Regions from separate parts of the Mus musculus genome. Here region 1 is linked to region 2. The links are chromatin contacts, called in public HiChIP or PLAC-seq maps. All regions are on one chromosome and are shown on one strand. Each heading gives the region's core, a stretch centred on a gene start, on an enhancer-like site or on the middle of the called end of the contact. The rest is flanking DNA. Distances are from core to core; before and after follow the strand shown. Region 1 has its middle 32 kb from the start of Rbfox3. Region 2 holds the start of C1qtnf1 (C1q and tumor necrosis factor related protein 1).

The links. HiChIP or PLAC-seq counts read pairs in DNA pulled down with a chosen protein or histone mark.
Region 1: an H3K4me3 HiChIP or PLAC-seq map of forebrain shows a contact between it and region 2, with 3 times the contacts expected there. The contact joins the enhancer-like site here to the promoter of C1qtnf1 in region 2. A contact is called at or near these places in 1 of 39 promoter capture datasets (embryonic stem cells), 3 of 115 datasets of contacts at active chromatin or transcription factors (astrocytes, embryonic stem cells and forebrain) and 2 of 9 other capture datasets (embryonic stem cells and macrophages).

The regions. Positions count from the first base shown.
Region 1 is chr11:118,939,386-118,943,402 of GRCm38.p6, reverse strand. No RefSeq gene overlaps it. Among named protein-coding and RNA genes, the nearest start is that of Rbfox3, 32 kb to the right of the region's middle. Within about 2 kb of position 2,677, at least 23 of the 459 cell types and tissues checked have an H3K27ac peak or open chromatin away from gene starts, as enhancers often do. A contact at or near this core is called in forebrain, where this site is marked.
Region 2 is chr11:118,426,243-118,430,199 of GRCm38.p6, reverse strand. It overlaps C1qtnf1 (C1q and tumor necrosis factor related protein 1), which reads right to left and starts at 1,743. Exons shown (of 4, transcript NM_001204129.1): 1 at 1,632-1,743. Gm35598 (a long non-coding RNA gene) reads left to right here and starts at 1,839. Exons shown (of 3, transcript XR_880340.2): 1 at 1,839-2,066.

The DNA.
Region 1 (4,017 bases), core at 1,428-3,927, 510 kb before region 2:
AGGTTCACCCATGATTTTAGTGGGGGCTATGCTATATTCCTTTTTACGACTAAATAATATCCCTTTGGAGTGTCCTACCATGGTCAATAACTTTCAAAAATTACCTGTTGGGATTATCAATAATTTATAACAGGAAAATAGATACATGTTTGATTTTTTTCCCTGCAAAGAACCTAACAGCAAATGATATTAGCCTCACAAGTCACACACACTCTGCAACCATTCAGCTTCATGTTGTAGCTCAAGCCACTTAGCGTGTGAGTGAGCGAGCTAAGGTCACAGTGAGTTAGAGGACTCCATTAATAGGTAGAGGGCAGCTGCGCTGATCTTTGGACCATCATTGTGGGCATGTAGGTTAAAGGATTCACTAATGGATGTTTAAACTTCCTGTCTTCAGCACATGTCATGTGACCTGTGTCCACGGCCCACGTTTGCTCAGGTGCTTCTCTGTGACAGTTATTGCTGTTTTTGTTTATCCTGGAGTTAGTAATGGCTTAGGATTTTACACAACTAAGGTAACCTATCTCTCCATGCAAACTCTTGCGTGGCCAAACTTTGCTGGCCTCTTTTTTCCCTGTATCACGTGCTTTGAGATGCCCTAAGGTCCTCGGGTGGGAGACCCTGGCACCCTCAGTCTGCCACCTAGGCTGCTGTTTTCTCCAGCAGTTTCAACTTTTCTTCTCTGTCATGGTCAGTCTTGCTTGGTGGCTTAACTGAATCTGAATCAGCCAGCAGACACAGCTCCAAGCAGACCTGTGACTTAGCAGAGAGGTTTACCTGAGGGGAAAGACCCTCCCTAAGACCTAAAGGGATCAGAGTGGGCTGCTGCTGCTGCTTCCTCTGCGTGCTGCCTTCGCTCCTTGCTGGTGAAGTGCATCTGAGCTGTACCCTCCCCACCCCCACCCCCACCCCCGCACCCTGTCCCCCAACTGCAGTTGCTGCTGGCATCAGAGCCTAGCCTCTGCAGCCTTGCAGCACGGACCAGTGTCTCTCCAGGAACCCCCACCCCACCTTCATACTGAATTCGTACTGCAGAGGTAACCAGCCTCATGGACTGAATAGCTGTGGGGTTCTTAGCCTCTCCAGTGTGAAGGCAGCCATTAATGGTTCTGCTCCTCTAGAGAACCCTGGCTGAGACACTCTTTAGTATTGTTTTAAAGTTGCTTGATTGTTTTTTATGTTTGGGGGTTTGCCAGGGGCACAGAAGAGGGAGTCGGATCCCCTAGAATTGGAGTTACAGATGGCTGTGAGATGCTATGTGGGTGCTGGGACTTGAATCTGGGTCCTCTGGAAGAGCAGCCAGTGCTCTTAACCACTGAGCTCTCTCTCTACCCTTGGTCTCTAGACTTAGGGCAGCATGCAACCTGTTCTCTGAATCTTTCCCGGGGTTACTCTCCTCTCATTTCAGTTCAGGCGTCTATGTTTGAACTAATTTTGCCTACATTCCTGCAGCACTTGCTCGCTAAATCCAGATCTGCTTCTTACTGTAGACAGCTTTAGAGGCATGGAGATTTTGAGTCAAGCTGTTTTTTTTTTTTTTTTTTTTTTCCTGGAAGCTTCTGTTTTGGGGGTTCTGTTCTTGGCATCATCATCCCAGGGATGGCTTAGATGTGTCATATGTCAACAGGGTTCCTGTGCTGGAAGCTTGGTCCCCAGGTGACGGGTGCTGGGGTCGCAACTCTAAGATATCATGGTTCAGGGGAACGCTGGTTAGTTTGTTTCCCTGCTCTCCAGCTCCTGGTCTCTTCTAAGGTATCAAGGTCCTCCCCCAACTCCCGCCCTGGTTACTCTGTTTCCCTCCTCTCTGGCTCCTGGTCTCTTCTAAGCTAACAGCCCCCACCCCCACCCTGCCCCGGTTACTTTGTTTCTCCTGGTCTCTTGACCTGGTCTCCTGTGTCTCCCCCTCACTCACTCTCCTGCTTTGATTCCTCCTCCCAGAAGCGACATGCTGAGGGCTTGGCTCCAAACTAAACCAACCCCTTCTCTTTATAAAGTACCTAGCCTCCAGTTTTTCATTAAAGCAATAGGGGTAAAAAGCCAATACTCTGTGCCCTTATTTTCATTTTTGGATGCTGAAGACTCACGCCCTTCAGTTGTAGGACGTTTTCTGGTACTCTTTCTTTGATAATTTTATCCTCTGTCTCAGTACGCTTTCTGGAATGCCTATCTGTCAGATGTTGGACCTCCTGGCTCCATAGTCTAACTCTTTAATTAAAAAGAAAAACAAAATCCAATTCCTATTGTATACGTCTTTGCTTTTGTTCTGTGTTCTGGGAACTTTCTCAAGTTTCCTTTCCCCTCAATGCTTCTATTGACTTAAATTTGCGATTTCATTTTTAGCCTTCCCAGCATCCTCCTTCCGGTTTCATGGATGCGCCATCGCTTCTGTGTGATGTTAATGATAGATTCTTTTGAAGCCTTCTCCTCTTTGCAAAGCGTATAGCCGCCTGTGTCATCTATTATTATGTCACAGATGACCTCCAAACGCAGTAGCTTAAGACAACAAATGGCTTTCTCTCCTGGTTTCCATGGCCAGGATCTGGCGGGGCAATGCGGGTGGCTCTGGTTCAGGGTCTCTTTGCAGCCAGCGTGTTAGCCAGGTTTGACGGGGACAAGGGATCTGCTTCCAAGCTCAGTCACTTGGTTGTTGGCAGGAGGCCTGGGTTCCTCGCCACATGCGCCTCTCCATATGGCTGCCTGACATGGAAGTTGGCGTCCCTCAGAGGGAGGGAGTGATCCGAGTGGAGGAGGGTGAACCAAGATGGAAGCTGTAGCGTCTCTCGGAACTCTTCTCTCAGAGGGGCATATCATCCTTGCCCCCATGTTCTTTTGGCCACACAGACAGCCCAGAGCCAGGGCCCCTGCTAGGCATGAATGAGGTAGGCAGCCATCGCAGAGACTGTCTACATAGCATTTTCTCTGTTTGCTGCTCATGTTGGAGGGTTTTCTCAAATATCCGGTCACCTGCCTGTGTCTCACGTTCGAGAGTGGTGTGTCAGGCTGACAAGAGGGAGAGCTTGGTGGCTGCTGACGTCTGACCTCTCCAGAAGCTGACCCTGACATAGGATTTGAGGGCAGGCAGTTTGCTTGGCGGTGGACAAGCATTCACAGGGATGGGGACATGGGTCATGAAGTGCATAGTACTGATACTGGCACTTTAGTCATCTGACGCCTGTGTGACAGTTGCCCCTGTAGGGACCTCTGAGTGGCCTACATTTTGTACCTCAGAGTTACCCCATAGGTGGTGGTGAAGCTGGAGGGTGTGCCCCAATTGAACCCATTCATTGATTTGGGGTAAATCCTGAGACCCTTTGCCAGAGGGCAGAGCAACTCTCTGAGATCTGAGGCAGTGCCTGCCAGTGGAGGCAGGAGCCGCAGCTGATGCACAGTTGTACACAGAAGTGGCTGAGAGCCACAGTGACCATGGGCTTCCTGCAGGTCAAAGGGTAGGCGTCTGCTTTGTGATGTATGTCAAGCTATTTGTAGGTTTCTCACCTAGGGAAGATGTGTACTCAGATCACATTGACCCGGGAATGGCTACAGATCTGGTTTTGAGCTGGAGTTGGCAGGGATAATGGTGGGAAGCTGCTGCTTTGGGCAGAAACTCCTGTTCATGCCTGTGTTCAGTGTGAGGCTGATATCAGGCACTGCACCCCAGACCTCCTCGGGAACGCCCACTGTGCTGACTCTGGAAGCATCGGAAGGCAGGACTGGGTCACTCAGGTGATGGTGTGTTGCGAGAGTCTGGAGGTCTCTGGACTCCACAGTATTGGTTGTTCTGCCCCATTCTAGGGTTGGGCTAGAGTGTTCTAATGGCTTATGTTCATTCAGTATCCCTTCAGGATATGTGTGACCCTGTGGGGAGGTGGCAGAGAGCTGACTTGGCCCATCTGATGACGGTGGTGTAGGAAGCAGCTATGTTTAGAGATAATGACTGTCTGTGCGGAGGTATTCGGCATCCTTCCTGGCAGGTGTTGCATTACCTAGAGACCCGGGTTCCTCACTTGTCTCTGCACT
Region 2 (3,957 bases), core at 494-2,993:
GTCTCCTGCCTGGGCAGAGAATCCAAGTTGAGCCCCGGGGAGGGAAGACACTATTTAGCTGGGATGCTTCCTGGTAGGCTGCAGGGCCTGGGCCAGGTAGGTCCTTAGGCAGAGCTGTGAGACACAGGGGGCACCGAGGTTCCCTTGTTCTCAGCCCTCTGGTTCCCTCTGCAGGTTTCCCTCCTCTCCAGTGAGCACTGGAGGGGCCTGGTAGAGAATACACAACTCCTCTCACACTCCTGTGCAGGCAGCACACAGTTGTTGCACTATAAAAAGCAGAGTCGGCAGTTTCTAAGGACGTCACTCACTCCCAGGGGGATCCCAATGACATTTCTCAGTTTTTCCTTTTTTTTTTTTTTTCATTGTTGTTTTCCTTTTCATTTGGTTACTTTGAAACTGCATCTCACTCTATTTTCCTTTGGTTACTTTGAAACTGCATCTCACTCTATTTTCCTTTGGTTACTTTGAAACTGCATCTCACTCATGGTCTCTGTCAGACCATGCTGTCTGGCTCAGGATGGCTCAGGCTAGGCTCAGGCTAGCCGCAGCCTTTCTGCCTCACAGTCTTGAGCCAACATATTCCGTGAAAATTAAAGTTGGTATTTGGTTGTGGCTGTTTCCAGTACTGGAGAAGCAACCCCTGACCTTTCACACGCTAGGCACTACACACCCTGCGTCTGATCCACATGCCGAACCCTGTTGTCAAAGCTGAAGAATCATGTTCTGTGGTCTCCATTCCAAGAAACAGGTCACAGGAACAGAAGGAGTCGGAGAGGCAGCTCCCTCTCACCCTTCCCAGAGACAAGGGTGGAGCCAGGAGTAGCTGGATGGGAGGAGGCTCTCCAGGGCAGGGAGCAGCCTGGGTGGGTGCATGAATAGATGGGGTGGGACTCAGGTTAACCTGTAAGTTACATCTTCACCCACAGAGATGCCCAGACTTGTGAGTCTAGGTGGACACAGGCTGAACAAAGGTCCTGGGGCATCTTAGAGTCTGCAGCCAGCCCTAGCTCAGGGCTACTCTTAGCACCATAGGCAGCTTTTTTCCTTCCCAGGAAGGTCCAAGGAGAAGGGATATTTGTTTTTTCCTGCCCAAACTGGATGTCCTCCAGGAACAGCGAGGCTGTTAGAAGAAGGGGCCAGAGTCCACACTTCCTGTTCAGTGTTGGGGTTCCAGCTGACCACTGACAGATGGGACAGACCTGATCCTAGCTGTCCCAGGTGATACGGACAGGCATGGGGTGGCACAAGCTGGGAACAGAGCTGCTCTTTCTCCTTCCACACCCTCTAAAGAGCATCCGGGTAAAAGAGAGACACCCCACAAAACAGTGGAAGAATGCATAGTTGGTCCTGTCAGCATCCTACCCGCTAAAGAGCCCGCCCCCTGCACGCTCCAGGGAGCCCCAACAAGCTGCCTCTCTGCACAGCCAATCTGTGCAGGGGGAATTAGCAAGAATAACTCAATGCTGTCCCCAAAACTTCTGCCCTGCTCTGTCTGCCCCTTTGCTGTAAGTCCACATCACATCTCACTCCAGAGAAAGCGTCTACTCAGTCACGCCTGGGCACCCAGATGAAGCCACGAAGACGGAGCTCAGAGGCATGGGAGTCCTTCCCGGTCTGTCCAAGCCACCTACCTCCTTCCAGCTGAGCCGGCTGTGCAATGAAATCCTCCAGCCTCTCAGGGCTCTCGGGGAGGCGTCTCTTAGAGCATCTCCCAGGGGCTGAGCCTTCTAGGCTAGGTCAGGAGGGGAAGCACAGACGTGTCAAAGCAGAGAGAGAGAGAGGGAGGGAGGGAGAGAGAGAGAGAGAGAGAGAGAGAGAGAGAGAGAGAGAGAGAGAGAGAGAGAGAGAGAGAGAGAGAGAGAGCCCGAGGGAGAAAAAAGTCCCCCAGGGGGAAACACTTAAGGAGGAGGAAAGGGGGAGGTGCAAGGCACAGCAGTCCCAACACCTTTATCTCCTCAGCTGCCTCCAAGGTCTCTTTGGCCAGAAACGGAAACGTGGTTTCTCTCAGAAGTAGAGGAAGAGAGGAAGAAAGAGGGACCAATACAAAGCGCCAACCCCAGCCAGATGTGAGTTGTGGAGGAGCCTAGACCGCTCCTAGTGCTTTCTATCCAAACAGCAGCCGCCAAGAATTAACTGTGTGTGTGCCCGGCTGGCTGGCTGGCTGACTGGCTGTCCCTACTTCTGGACGCCCCAGGGAGCTGGCACAGGCTAGAAGGGGATGGAGGTGGACGCTTCTGTTTATCTAGAGGTCTTTCCAGATGTGAAGGTGGCTGTGAGCCCAGGACGAGGATATTCCATGCAGGACAGAGACCTGCAAAAAGGCAGAGAATCTCAATTGGTGGTAGGAGCATTGATTTAGGTGTGTGAGTCCCAGCAGTGGTCCCATCTGAGACCCTTGCCATCAGGGCTACTTGTACTCCAGGGACCGAGGGTAAATTTGGTATCCATGATTCCTTTGTAGCAAAATGGCAGGTTGTGTGTTCATGCAAGTATGTATTGGAAGGGGATCACTCAGTTGCTAAGAGTCTAGAGAACCCTATGAGGCAAAGGTGGGCAGGCAGCATCTGGAGGGTCCAGGTCCTCCAGTGAAGCCCTGGAGTGTGGTGCTGGGCCAGCACTCTGCTCTGGACATTCCTTAATCTTACACACATGCCCTCGTGAGTCTCCTCCTGTGGGGATCATGTCCCAGGCTTCTACAGATCAGTCCCTCCTAGCCTCCATCCCCAAACACTGAGTCAGAAAGCTTGCTCTGGGATCTTATTACAACTCTAAAAGAGAGAGGATCTGAACTGAGATATGAAACTACCCTGGTGACATCAGACTCTGAGAGCGCCTTCTCCCTCCCCCTCCCTCTCCCCCTCTCTCCCCCCTTCTCCCCCTCTTCCTCTCCCCTTTCTTTTCTCCTCCCTCTCCCCCTTTCTCCCTCCTCCCTCTTTCTCTCCCCCCATCTCCCCCCCTTCTCCCTTCCCCTTCTCTCCCTCTCTCCATTTTTCTCCCTTTACCCCTTCCTCTCTCCTCTTTTTCTCCCTCCCTCTTTCCTTCCCCTCTCTGCCTCCCCTCCCCACCCTTCCTCCCCCTCCCACCCCTCCTTTCCTCCCTCCTCTCTCTAGGCAGGAGATGCTGGTTTGGGATAGCCCAGGCAAAACAAACAGGCTGCACTTTTCTACTCTTTGCTGTGCCAGCATAAAGAAGGGCCAACAGAATCGAAAGGGGAAGAGAAGGGGTGCAAGCCAGTGCCCCCATCATCTCCTCCCAAGGCTGGGCATAGAAAGGCAGACGTCAAATCCCAGAATGGCCCAGGATGGAAGGAGAAGAGGGAGGATTTGACGTCAGGCAGAAGTCTGTGAATTCCCACAGGCTTCTCCAGAAATTCCAAATCCAAGTGCCAACTCATGAGAAGGAAAGACATTGCTGGCCCTCTGGTACCCGGCGGAGCACTTAAGGACGCCTTCAAGAATACATAGATGTGTTCCACCAGAGATGTGGCCAGCCCCAACCTAGCAGCCCTGAGGAGAGTTCCTGTTGCTTGGCAAATATCTAAGACTGAGCAAATTGCATCCTTGGTTATCTATATAGGAAAAGGCAAAGACAAGATTCCCCTCATTCCTGTAAGTGACATGCCGCTTCCCACCCAGCACATGGACCCAGCCTGTCCCTTGTCTCTCTGTCCCCAACATCTTTCACAGTAGAGATGCCAGGGAGAGCAGGCAGCAGAAGCAAGAGGGACCCTTAACCCCACACCCCCTGTCCAGGGCTGCTGCAGGGTCAACAAAGAGTCTTGGAAATCTTGTGAGGAGAGAATGCAGCATTGCTTTTTATCATGGTCCCACCCAGAAGACTCAGCTTAGTGAAAACCTGGCTCAGAGCAGTACAGCAGGATTCATACAGTTGGGCATGTGACTCAGGAGAGGGACACACACACCCAAGATGGATTTAGGATGGAGGTTGGGAAAGCAG